Linked DNA regions of Mus musculus: region 2 is linked to region 1. Evidence: chromatin contacts called from public Micro-C data. All regions are on one chromosome and are shown on one strand. Each heading gives the region's core, a stretch centred on a gene start, on an enhancer-like site or on the middle of the called end of the contact. The rest is flanking DNA. Distances are from core to core; before and after follow the strand shown.

What was found. A called contact is a pair of places that touch in the nucleus more often than the background predicts.
Region 2: a contact with region 1 is called in a Micro-C map of granulosa cells, with 2.9 times the contacts expected there. The contact joins two enhancer-like sites. A contact is called at or near these places in 1 of 15 datasets of contacts at CTCF or cohesin (large pre-B cells), 18 of 484 Hi-C or Micro-C datasets (the C10 cell line, the C2C12 cell line, DN3 thymocytes and 13 more) and 4 of 115 datasets of contacts at active chromatin or transcription factors (CD8 T cells, the HPC-7 cell line, the SCID.adh cell line and 1 more).

The regions. Positions count from the first base shown.
Region 1 is chr16:93,219,174-93,225,702 of GRCm38.p6, reverse strand. No RefSeq gene overlaps it. Among named protein-coding and RNA genes, the nearest start is that of Gm30530, 29 kb to the right of the region's middle. Within about 2 kb of position 4,987, at least 9 of the 459 cell types and tissues checked have an H3K27ac peak or open chromatin away from gene starts, as enhancers often do. A contact at or near this core is called in the C2C12 cell line, the G1E-ER4 cell line and granulosa cells, where this site is marked.
Region 2 is chr16:93,289,698-93,295,579 of GRCm38.p6, reverse strand. No RefSeq gene overlaps it. Among named protein-coding and RNA genes, the nearest start is that of Gm30588, 30 kb to the right of the region's middle. Within about 2 kb of position 2,464, at least 98 of the 459 cell types and tissues checked have an H3K27ac peak or open chromatin away from gene starts, as enhancers often do. A contact at or near this core is called in the C2C12 cell line, the G1E-ER4 cell line and granulosa cells, where this site is marked.

The sequences.
Region 1 (6,529 bases), core at 3,738-6,237:
CCATCTTATACAGCCCTAAGCTCCCAGCAGCCTCAGGGATAGAGTCCTGCTAACTAAAGTCAGAGCCAGGTGACAGGGGTGAAGAAGCCAGAGGGAATATTCAGGCCACACTACAGGCATGAGCCTTGTTGTTTTTGTCTTACACAAAGTGTGAAAAGATTGTGCACAGGGCAAAAGCTGAGGCATTTGTAATAGGGTAGCCTGGGGCGGGACATGGAGTGGGGATTCTCAGAGAGGGAAAATGCTAGGCTAAAGCCAGGGCAGGATCAGGCAAACCTGAACTGGCTCACTACCCAACAGCTGCACTTCAAGCCAGAGTGACATTTAAAGTAGGAAGTGAGACCTCTCATTGTTATCTCTCAGCAATTGGTCACAGCCTTCTGCTTTGGTCATTATTACTAGAGCCTTCATAGTGGTTGTTTGCTAACAAAGACTGTGCATATATGCGCATGTGTTTGTGTGTATGTGTGTGTGTGAAGTATGTGGTGTGTGCACATGCCTGTGTGTATGTAGTATGTGTAGTGTTGTGTGTGTGGTGTTTGTGGGTAGTATGTATGGTATGTGTGTGTCTGCAACATGTGGTGTGTTATGTATGCATGTGTGTGTATGTTCATGTGTACTTGTGTGTGTGTGCGCGTGCGTGTAGTCTGTGTATGTGTATGTTCATTTGTACCTGTGTGTGTATGTGTTCATGAGTATCTGCCTGTGTCTGTGTTCAAGTGTACCTCTGTGTGTTTGTTCATGTGTACCTGTCTGTGTGTGTTCATATGTACCTGTCTGTGTGTGTGTTCATGGGTGCCTGTCTCTGCGTGTGTGGAGACCAGATGTCTAAATGTCCAGATGTCACTTCTCAGGTGAGTTTCTCAGTGTACCTTGGTTCTTTTTGAGATAAGTTCTCACTTTTTCCTGGAACTCAGTGATTCCACGAGGTTGGCCAGTGAGCCCCAGGGATGCTCCAGTCTTCACCTCCCCAGTGTAGGGATTCCACACTCCAGCCACCCACGGCTTCTTCATTTGGCTTCTGGAGTCTAACTCAGGTCTCCAGGTGGTAAGCACTTTACTCACTATACTCTCAACTGCCCATAAATATCATTTCAAAAACTTCAAATCCCATATAACGTTTTTCTCTATCTAAGCATCCATTGAAACTTGAAATGATATTGCCATGTTAGAATACATAATTTACATAATTGCATTGAGAAAAATTCCCAGAATCAGAGAAACAAACAAAAACCAAACACAAATAGCAACAAAACATGGTACTAGCCAAAGCCTCTAGGTTCTTTCCCCACCAAACTCAAACTCACGACTGATGATTATGGGCTGCTGAGGAGGTCACCATGTCCCCTAACATGGGGGAGACTGGAAAAGTGACACACAGTAAATATTTAATTTATGAGTGATTAAAATATTTTACAGCCATATATCACTGTGCATTTCAATGCCCAAGTGTAGTTAAAATCAATTCCAAGGGAGAGTGAGAGGCAGCCAGGAGAAAGATCTGCCTCTGCCCGGCCTCTGGGTTTGACTTTAGGGTGTGATGTTCGGTTCCCACCTCAAAAACCCCGGTTTATCTGGGTGAGGAGGGCCATAACAAATCCTGACAGGCTTTAATGAAGAGGTATAGAGTGTCTCGGATGCTTCTGAGGGAGCCCTGATGATGTGGTTTGTATATGGTTATAGTAAATAAGCAGCCCACTGATTGTTGTGGTCTGGCCTTTGCTGGGAGCCCTAGACCACTGGAGACCCATTTAGCCCACATCACTCCCACCTGCAGAGATCCCTGCTTTGCAGTTGCGGCAGATAGACCCAGGCAGAGAGCTTCATTTTGTCTCACAGGCTAGCCAAGAGCTGGCTGACTCTAGAAGGCTAGGAGGCTGACAAGCCCAGGGCTGGGAGGACTATTGTAGTAGGGGTTGTCACTCAGTGTTTCCCTTTCCTCATGACTGACTCTTAGAGATGCTCACTGTAAATGAGCCCAACTGGGAGAACTGGGTGGCTGCTGAGTTCTGAGCTGTGATGGCTTCTCCTCATACCCAGGGGGACCCAGAGCCTTCACATCCTGACAGGAAGTGCTCAACCAGAACTAGAGTAGCCCTGGAGGGGTGGTCGTTTTTCAAATTAGAGCAAGGCCGGCAGCCTCCAGAGCTCAGCACACCTACATCATCTCTTTCCCTTTTCGAGTTGGTATCATTTCTCCATCAGGACATCAGCATCCACAGAGAGAGACACTAAGGGGCCGTGAGGCATGCCAGGGAGTGGAGCCAATGCTAAAGGTCTTTCTCTCAGCAACCTGGAAGAGCTCCTAGTTTTCTCTCTCTCTGTTTCTCCCCATCTCTCTGTCTGTCTCTCTCTGTCTCTGCATCTCTGTCTCTGTGTCTCTTTCTCTGTTTCTGTCTCTGTCTCTCTCTCTGTGTGTTCAGGTAGGCTGGCCGACTTGCCTGAGAGAATCTCCCTGTCTCTACTTCTCCAGTGTTGGGTTTTGAATCATGTAGCATAGCACCTAGCATTTTTGCTTAGATGCTAGGGACCCAACACAGCTCCTCACACTTGCTTGATAAGCACTGAGCCATCTCCCCCAGCACTGTGTTACTGCCTTCTGATTTTATGTCATGAGAAACTTAAGGCAAGGGCTCATTTAATGGCCACCCTGTCTCCTGCTTGTTCAGTGCCTACCTTGGCTACACATCTGAAGGTCTCTTGTGCTAGAGCCAAGCACGAGGCTTTTCCTTTGGTGTGCTAATGGTGAAGTGGCTGTAAGCTTGCTCTCCCGGGCTCTCCAGAAGGAGAAGCCTCTGGATTGAAAGGTTGTTAGGCATTTTCCTCTAAGCCGCCAGCTGTATTTTGTTTTTCCAAAAGTGGAGGTAAGGTGATAATAGGAAAGAGTTCTCGCCAACACCTTCCCTGTGTTTCCCAGAGTCCCTTGGGAGAGATGCTTTTCCCATCATTGGTGACTGCTGACATCATCCATGCTGACTGAGGGCACTCCCCTTGGGATGCACCAGAGATATTTTGCACCCCTGTATTCAGCATTCACTACATGTGTGTTCTTTCTCCAAATCTTCCATACTTCCTTGCTTCCATGAAGAACTAAGATGTGTCGGGGACTAAGCATTCCCTGACACATCATGTGTCAATGCACCCATACCCATGGCGATGGTCAGTAGCGATCGCTCCCCTGGGAGGTGGGACATTATATCATGCAGACTGGGTTAGTTACTTTTTTGTTGCTGTGATAAAGTTCCATGACCAAAACAACTTATAGAAATAAAAATGATTATTGGGTCTAGGGTTCCAGAGTGATAGGAGCCCAGAGTGGTAAAGTTGAGGTGTGCGTGGCAACAAGCTGCAGGCGTGGAAGCAGGGACAGGAAGCTGAGAGCACGTACACTGTGAGCAGCGAACATTGGGCAGATTGAACTGGAAGTGGCATGGAAAGTTGGAGTCATTAAACTCTCTGTGTGCACTGCCATTGAGGTGCTGCCTCCAACAAAGCCACGCATCCTAACCCTCCCCAGAGGTTTCTACCAACTGGGGATCAAATGCTCAAATGTCTGAGACTATGGGAGACAGTCTCATTCAACTACCATGGGATAGCATGCTCCTCACTGAGATCAGTCCCTGGTTAGACAGGACAGAGACAACTGTTCTCTTGGGTCTGTGAGAAACCAGGAAACAGGTTTCTCACCAGACAGAGAATCTGTCCAGACTCTGCTTCGGTAGCTTGAGCTGATGGTGATGACATCTGACCAGGCATTTGCCATTGGAAAAACTGATTATGTCCCTGCTTCTTCTGTCCATGGATCAGAGAAAGAGTCTCTGAGGACCAGGCCCCTCCACCAAATGTGTTATCCCTTTATCAACCCCGTTTTGCTATCTATAGCACCACGCCTTCAGAAGTCTTTGGTTGCTGTAACTAAAGTACTCTAGAAAGAGGACTGTGAGCTCTGGAGCTGACCCTCTCACCTCTTGGTGCTGGGGAGTCTGGGATTGAAGAACTAGCATATTTGGTGTCTGGTGTGGACCCATGACTTGCTAGATGCTCTCACCGTGGTGGCCTCATGACAAGCTCACTGGAGCTCCCCAAAAGACATTAATCCCATCACCAGCACCCTCCCAATCAACTTCCAAAGTGTCCTTCTAAAAGTGTCACTGTGAGGACAAAGATTTCAAAATATGAATTTTTGGAGAGATATGAAAGTCCAGTCAAGGGTCTGAGGAATATGATTTAGTTGGCAAAGCACTTACAGAAGCTGTGTAAAAAATGCCAGACATAGTGGTATGTGCTTGTAATCCCAGACCTGGGCAGGGAGGCAGAGATGGGTGGATCCCTGGGACATTCTGACTAAGGCCTAGTCTAATTGGTGAGGTGACATTGATATGTAAATTTGAATGGGAAATCAATTCAGTTGATAATACTCTCTACAAGCACCCCCACATTACTGAACGAGGTAAACCTAAGAATTATCTTTGGTGAGATTTATCAGCTGGGTATGATGATTAGTTAACTTTGTACATCAACCTGACTGTGTTCAGGGATGCCCATATGTATGGTAAAACATTATGTGCGGGTGTGTCTGAGAAGGTGTTTCTGGAAGAAATAAGTGTCTGGACCAGTAGAGAGGACACAGATGGCCCTCACCAACACATGCAGTTCAGCGAATTATCAAAAGGTCCGAAGAAAACAAAGGTTAGAGGAAGGACACCTTTTCTCTTTATGAGAGTGGACATCTATCTCTTCTTGGACTCTGGGCCATCTATTCCTCCTGCCCTTGGACTCTGGGATATCTATCCCTTCCCACCCTTGGACCAGGAGACATCCACCTCTCCCATCCTTGGACTATGGAACAATCATCCCTCCTTCCTGTAGACTCTAGGATATCCACCCTTTTCTGACCTTGGACTCTGGGATGTCTACCCCTCCTGCCCTTGGACCATGACACATCAACTTCTCCTGCCCTTGGACCATGAGTCATCAACCCTTTCTTGGACTATGGGACATTCATCCCTTCCTGCCCTTGAACTATAAGACATCCACCCCTCCTGCTCTTAGACTATGAGACATCCACCCCCGCCCGCACTCTTGGATGATGAGACATCAGCTCCTCTTGCCCTTGGTCTATGAAACGTCCATCATTCTTGCCCTTGGTCTATGAGAAATCAGTCCCTCCTGCCCCTGGACTCTAGGACATCCATTCCTTATTGACTTTAGATCTTAAAGTCCTTAGGTCTCTATCCTGTGGATTGAACAAGTTATGTAGCAGTTTTCCTGGCATTCCACTTGTTTAAGGCAAACTGAGGGACTGGTCAGTCTCTGCAGCTGCATGAGCCAACCTCCTTGTTCAATCATCTTGTAAAAATGAATGTCTCCCACTGGCTCTTCCTCTCTGCAACCATACTGCAACAGGGGAAATGGAGGGTCTCCTCTGGGAGGCTTCTCTGTTCTTAGACTATCATTTAGGAATACACTGCTTTAAGTCAAATAAATTAAAGCATAAGTTGAGTGTATGTGGATACACTAGTGCATACAGACAAATGTACATAGAGACATAGATATATGTATAAACACATGCACAGACACACACACGTGCACACACACACACAAAGTCTCATTGTTCTTATAATCTATGCAGTGGTATTTCACTGATATAAGACTATTAAATGTTGGCATGTTAAAGAGAAAGAAAGAAAACATTTGCCACGTGAATCTTTCTGGGACAGTCACGGTGGGTAAGCAAGTTTTGTCGTTTGCAGCACACGCTGATAAAGGCGTATCCAATCAACCTCAAGCCGCTGATAAAACTGGCTCTTTAGCTCTGATAACCTACGCAATCTATGGCACAATATTGCACACTCATAGGACAGATACCACAAGTAGTCATGCCATGATATAAAGCATCGCTTCCAGAATAAGTAAAAGCAGCCAGTTACATGGTGTATCTTACTTAAATCAGCCAGCTTCATAAATCCTCACACGCACAGACTGCATGCACAAACGCTGAGTGGGTAAATCTATCAGACAGATAATCTAAAAGTTTTCTCTAGCACTTGTACAAAGCTCCTTACAAGTAATCCACTATCGGTGTGCCAAAGTTTTACTGCAGTGTTTTCCAGTTAAGCTACTGTCATGGTCAAATCCCATGCAAAGATTGTCACGTACCCAACCAATCTTAAAAGAGCTGATATCCCCCAACCCCCCAAAAGGGACAAAGGCAGTTTCAGAAGGAAGTAAATGTTTGATGCTAGCCCTTGCGAGGGTCTCATTCACAACCAGACACTCTCATATTGAATTGGGACTTTAGCAAGGTGGTTCAGGAAGAAAGATGTCTAAATGGCTCTGTGGCAGGCACAGCGGTGGAGAAGGGCAGAGATGTGGTCAGGCCATGTAAAACACGGTAAGGAATATAGTCAGTCCACGAAAATATAGATAATGCCTCTTTTTCTTAACAGAAGAAAACAATCGACAGATCAATAATCTTTCCATAAAGAGTCATAGTCAGACTGCATGGTGGACTGCCTTCTTCCTGGGT
Region 2 (5,882 bases), core at 1,215-3,714, 72 kb before region 1:
AACATGGAAAATGTGTGGATTAGACCTGTAACTTCATGTGGCCTTTCACAGTTTAGCTCCCAATTCTCCAGTAGATGGGCAGGGGTATTGTCAGCTGAGGCTTGGTTTTTATTTTAATTTCCATCTTTGGGATTGAGGCTAGGGCCAGAGGAACCTATATTCCTGCCTTTTAGCTAACCTCGGGGTCTATTTGGCCTTGGCCTTAAGCACTGTTAGGTCCAATCAAACAGCAGTTCCCTGACCATCACCTTGCTTTGCTGAGAGAATTTTAAGAAACAGATGGAAAAGACCATATTTTAAAAAGCACAGAGATTGGAACCTCTCTGCTGTTTCTGGCCCAAATGAGGAAACTCCCAAGGCTCCTGCCATGGTAAGAAACCACAGTTAACAATGGTGAATAAAACCACATCTTAATTTCTCCCCGAATTTCCATTTTACAGAGAATTTGGGGGAAAAAAATCAATCTTCAGAGGCTGTGGAAAAACACAAAGTTGTGTATTTATTTTATTTTATTTTTTATCTTGGAAAAATGTCTGTATCATAATAAAGTCTCTCAAGACACCAGCTTGAGTCACGTCCCTCTGAGTTGGCACATCCAGCAGCAGGCCTTGGGTGTCGCAGGCCCTCAATAAGTGATTGTGTATCGAAGATGTTTGCTCTCCTCAAAACCAGTCGCCACAAATCAGCATCAAGTCAGGCCAGGCAAGAAACATTCTATTTTTAGTAGAGATGGCTCATTATGTTTGTCTGTGTCACTGAAACGTCTTAAATGAAAGAACAAACAAGCAAACAAACAAGCAAGCAGAATGATCATAGGTGGGGACGCTTGTTTTGGACATTAGCTCCACCCCTGGTGTAAATATGTTACTTTGTAACATAATGTGAAGATTCTCCTTAAGTACTGAGTTGAGTGGCCACCACTGCCTGCATTTCTTACCTCAGCCTAGTGGTGTCATTCTCAGATTAATCTGAGAAGCATCGGAAGCAGGGGAAGTTAGCCTCCAGACTCTGCCTCTCCGCTTTCTTCCTTTAAGTGTGTGTGGGGGGGGGGTGCGGGGGGGGGATGGGATGGGGGAGGGGGGAGGGGTGTGATTCTGCAGGCAGCACCACACAATTTTTTTCTCATCTGCATCTTTAGAAATGACAGGTGACTGGGGGAATCTCAGTGGAATTTAGCGAACCAGGTCCATGCAGCCTGCAGAAACGGTGTCTTCACTTCTGTATGGCTGTGGGGTCGTCACGGCCACTTGTCTACCATGAAGAGGTAGGAAAACCCTTTGGACTTCAACTGAGATGCCAGTCCCATGGCCAGCTATCTCCTTGTATGTCCCTTTCAACTGAAAAAGACATCATGTGATAACAGTTTTTATTTTTTTCCTGTTAATTATATTTTCCCTCCATTTGTAACAGCAATGAATACACTTAGAGAGATGGACTCTTTTGTGCTACAACAAACAAGCAAGGACATAAAGTAAACAAATGTTTCATAAGAGATAAGCAAAAGCTGCAATTATTACCATATGTAGTCGGTTTGTCTATCACCTGTCTGCATATCACCTATCTGTCTGTCTGTCTGTCTATCTATGCATCTATAAATCTATCTATCTATCATACATCTATCTATGTATCTATCCAAACACAGAGGAGGGAAGAAAGGGGAGAAGGGAGAGGGAGGGAGGGAGGAGAGAGAGAGAGAGAGAGAGAGAGAGAGAGAGAGAGAGAGAGAGAGAGAGAGAGAGAGAGAGAGAGAGAGAGAGAGAATCCTTTAGGAGAAAGGATTTGTCACATTCTGTGTTTGTAAGCAACTTTACTATTGTAGACAGTCAGTGTATTATCACGATGGCCCCTGGTGTATGTGCCATTACTGAGTATTTGGGGGGTGGGTTCAGGTTCTAGTTCTGTAGCCCCAAGTCCTTGGAGCACCATTTCTTAAAGCATTCTGTTTTAATCGTGTTCTTATGTGATTCATAGAGTGAAGTAAAGTTTTAAGGTAAATCTTATTAGGATGTGACTATTCTAATTTGAACCAAACAGAAATTCAGTTCCCGAACTTCTCTGGTATGCGCTCAGCAGGAGACCTGTGAAGTGAGCAAGACCTCTGCCCCTCCCTCTGACAGGCGACAGGCCTTCCCTGGTGTCAAGGTTGCTGGTGGAGGAAATGAAACCAGGACAACAGGGACAAAGATCATATAGCTACAGAACAGCAAGAAACTTGAAGAATCCGTGGCTTGAGTCTCCCTTTCCTCAAGGCTTCCAGTGGGTCTCGCGGCTTGGTCCAGGCAGTTGATGGGGTGGAATGCTGAGTGTGGGGGAGACTAAGTCTAATACAACGGGCAGCGAGCATGCCTGTGTGTCCTCCAGGGGGAGACATTTCTCTTTCTCCCATGGCTGTGTGTTACCCAAAGCTAAGGTGGTCAGTGACACATTTGCAAGGCATGTCTCTGGGACACAGAGCAGAACAGGCTTGCAGAGCAGCTGCCCTCTGTGAGACTGAAGACCGAACGACTGTCTGTTTGCCCTCCAGTCCACACTGTCTAGAGGCCAACTGCTGCTCCTGGCCAGCAGCGCCTCAGGCCTTCCCATCACCACCCCAGAGAAAACCGTCAGAAGAGCATTGGCAGTTGTATGTTCTTACAGGAGGCCTGGAGTGTCCTGTAGGGACCACCGTAGGGACAATAAGAGCCAGGGACATAGCCTGGCACTTGAAAGATCTGCCACACTGCCCAGTTTGATTTTACGTTTCTCCCTTTCAGCCACTGTTTAGCTGTTCAGTTTACTAGAAATGTCTGTAGTTCTTAAGTGGCTGGTGGCCATTTTTCAAGGACTTTCTTTCTTGGTGTCATTCCTCTTAAAGAATGAACTGCGCAACCACATGCGTCTAGGAGGGTGGGCGAGAGAAAGGAGCAGGCACAGGATTCAAAGAAGTCAATTTAGCTACTTATTAACCGTGCCTGGAAATGTGAAGAGGAAAAGGTGGGAACTAATGACTCCAATGGGTGTTTGAAAAGAACTGGCTCTTTTGTTCCCAGCTCCGTGAACCCTCTCTTTGGAGAACCCAGAGCTGGTCCTCAGTCAATGAGTGTGGCAAGGATCATTTCAAGAACAAATTGAGGAAACGTAGGCACGGGTCTTTCATCGCCTTTTCGCGGTGATTAGATTTATTTACCTCCCTTGCTGGCCCCTTCTCTTTCATGCTTTCCAACCGCTTTAAAATCAAGAGTGAAAAATGAAACCGAGTTCCGGCTTTTAAGAAAATGAGAGAGGGTGGGGGCTGGGCTGGCTGACAGGTGCACACTTCCTGGGAGCCAGAGAATAGCAAGAAGTTTAAGAAAAGAACTGTGTGACCATAGCTGGCCTTGCCTGGGAGAAAGTCACTAATTGAAAGTCTGGCCAACGTTAAATGTGCTGGTGAAGTGCACTGATTTATTGGGACCAGTGTGGGGGAAAGGTCTGTGGAGCAAATTGAAAGAACAAACAGGGAAACGGTGTGTTTTCCTCGCCGAGAGATAGCTCCAAACGTTTGTAAAAATCACTTTGTATTTCAATCCCCCTGCAAAACGGTGAAAAGTTCTGGTTCCTAACTTCTAAGAGTTACTGTGAAAACCCTTACAACATCCCTAAGGTGTTCCTTCCTTGCGTGGGATCCTGTCATCCTCGTGACCGTGTGAGTTCGGGGGGAAGCAGAATTTTGTGAAAATGTTTCTCTACTTTAGACTTTTCTACAACTTTCTACCCAATTAGAGGATGTTAGTGGGGTTTGCTGCGTAGTGTGCTGGTATTTTGTGACTCGCAGGCGCTGATCTGTTTCCCTGGCTGTCTCACAGTTCATGAAGAAGTCTGCTCTAAAAAATGGCTTCTCACCATTCTGAGGGCCATCCCATCCCATCCCATCCCATCCCCCCCACCCCATCCCACCCCACCCCACCCCATCCCATCCCATCCCACCCCATCCCACCCCACTCCATCCCATCCCATCCCACCCCACCCTACCCCATCCCACCCCACCCCACCCCATCCCATCCCACCCCACCCTACCCCATCCCGTCCCATCCCATCTCACCCCACCCTACCCCATCCCACCCCACCCCACCCCATCCCATCCCACCCCACCCTACCCCATCCCATCCCACCCCACCCCATCCCATCCCACCCCACCCTACCCCATCCCATCCCATCCCATCCCATCCCCCCCACCCCATCCCACCCCACCCCACCCCATCCCATCCCATCCCACCCCATCCCACCCCACCCTATCCCATCCCATCCCATCCCATCCCATCCCACCCCATCCCACCCACCCCATCCCATCCCCTCTTCATCCTTCTCTACTGGGTTCTCAAGGCTTGCCCTGAGTCAGTTATGGGTATGCAGCATTTACATTGCCATTATCAGTGACAACATGCAGGGACCTTAGTGGCACTTGGGAGTTAGAATGCCTTCATCTTGGAGATGAGGAGACACAGGTCCACAGAGGTAAAGAGAAGCATCCAAGGCCTCGACGTGTTTATTTCATTGATTTCTAGAATCAAAAGTTATGAATCCCTTACTCCGAGGCTGCAAGACTCATTCAGTGTAGTACATCACAGAGTGGGAGGGAGGAGGGGGAGGGCTGCACAGAGTGAATGAGAAGTGTATGTGTAGCCACAGCTTGCTATTCAGGAATCTTTTCTCTGTGTTAAAAACGTCATCAAATTAGAAGTATAAGCATGCATCTTTGTCCTATTCGAGAAGCCTGACTTGCTGTCACTAGAAGTCATATTTGTCAGAAAATGGGCATCAACTTTTAGGACAAGATTTATTTCTGGTATTTCTCTCTTTCTCTCTTGCACATGTATGTGTGTTGTGTGTGCATATGCACATATGTATGGGCACATGCATAACAGTGTGTAGGTATATGCGTGTACATGCAAGTACACATGTGAAAGCCAGAGGTTGAGGCTGGTGTTTTCCACTATTAACTTTATCTTTTGAGAAACATTTGTCCCTGAACCCAGAGCTCACCGGGCTGTGGCCTGACACTGCACCCCTCCCTCCCTCCCCCTCCCTCAGCTGTGACAGGGTTGCAGACACCTGTGCCTGGCTCCCTACGTACATGCTGGGGTTCCAAGTGTTTATACGGCAGGTACTTTATGCCTTCTGCACCATCTCTCTCATTTCTACCCTGCTCTTACAGTCAGGTCTCTCATTGGCTGGGAGCCTGCCGATTTGATAAGGCTGGCTGACCAGTGAGCTCCAGGGATCTGCCTGCTCTGCTTCCACAGTGCTGGTGCCCAGAGCGTGGGCCATCGTGCCACATGGGTTCAGGGGATTGAACTCATGTCCTTCTGTGTGCCAAGCACTTCAGATATTGAGCTGTCTCCCAGCTGTGCTATCATGATCTTAAAATAGTGTTGCATTAGTACAGTTTTATAGCACTCACTAATGTGACAATGTATATTTTATCTCTAAATTGACTGATAAGTACTGATTTAGACAGCCTGTGATGCAGTGTCCTACATACCTACATCTTCCTACCTGTGTCTGAAAATAAATGCTTGTGTCTTGAGTCCATCTAATGGCACGCTATGTTGACTTTGAGTTGTGACTCTGGGTACATTGGAGATGTTCACTCTATACGCTCATGGGAAAGTTTGAGGGAAACCAGGAAGATACTGTAGGTAAATACCTCTTTAGTCCTCCCACAACTGAATAAAAGATTTTTACTGAATACCAAGCTCCCAAACAAACTTGAATACAGTCTTTCTTTCTTTCTTTCTTTCTTTCTTTCTTTCTTTCTTTCTTTCTTTCTTTCTTTCTTTCTTTCTTTCTTTCTTTCTTTCTTTCCTTCTCTCTCTCTCTCTCTGTCTCTCTCTCTCTCTGTCTCTCTCTCTCTCTCTCTCTGT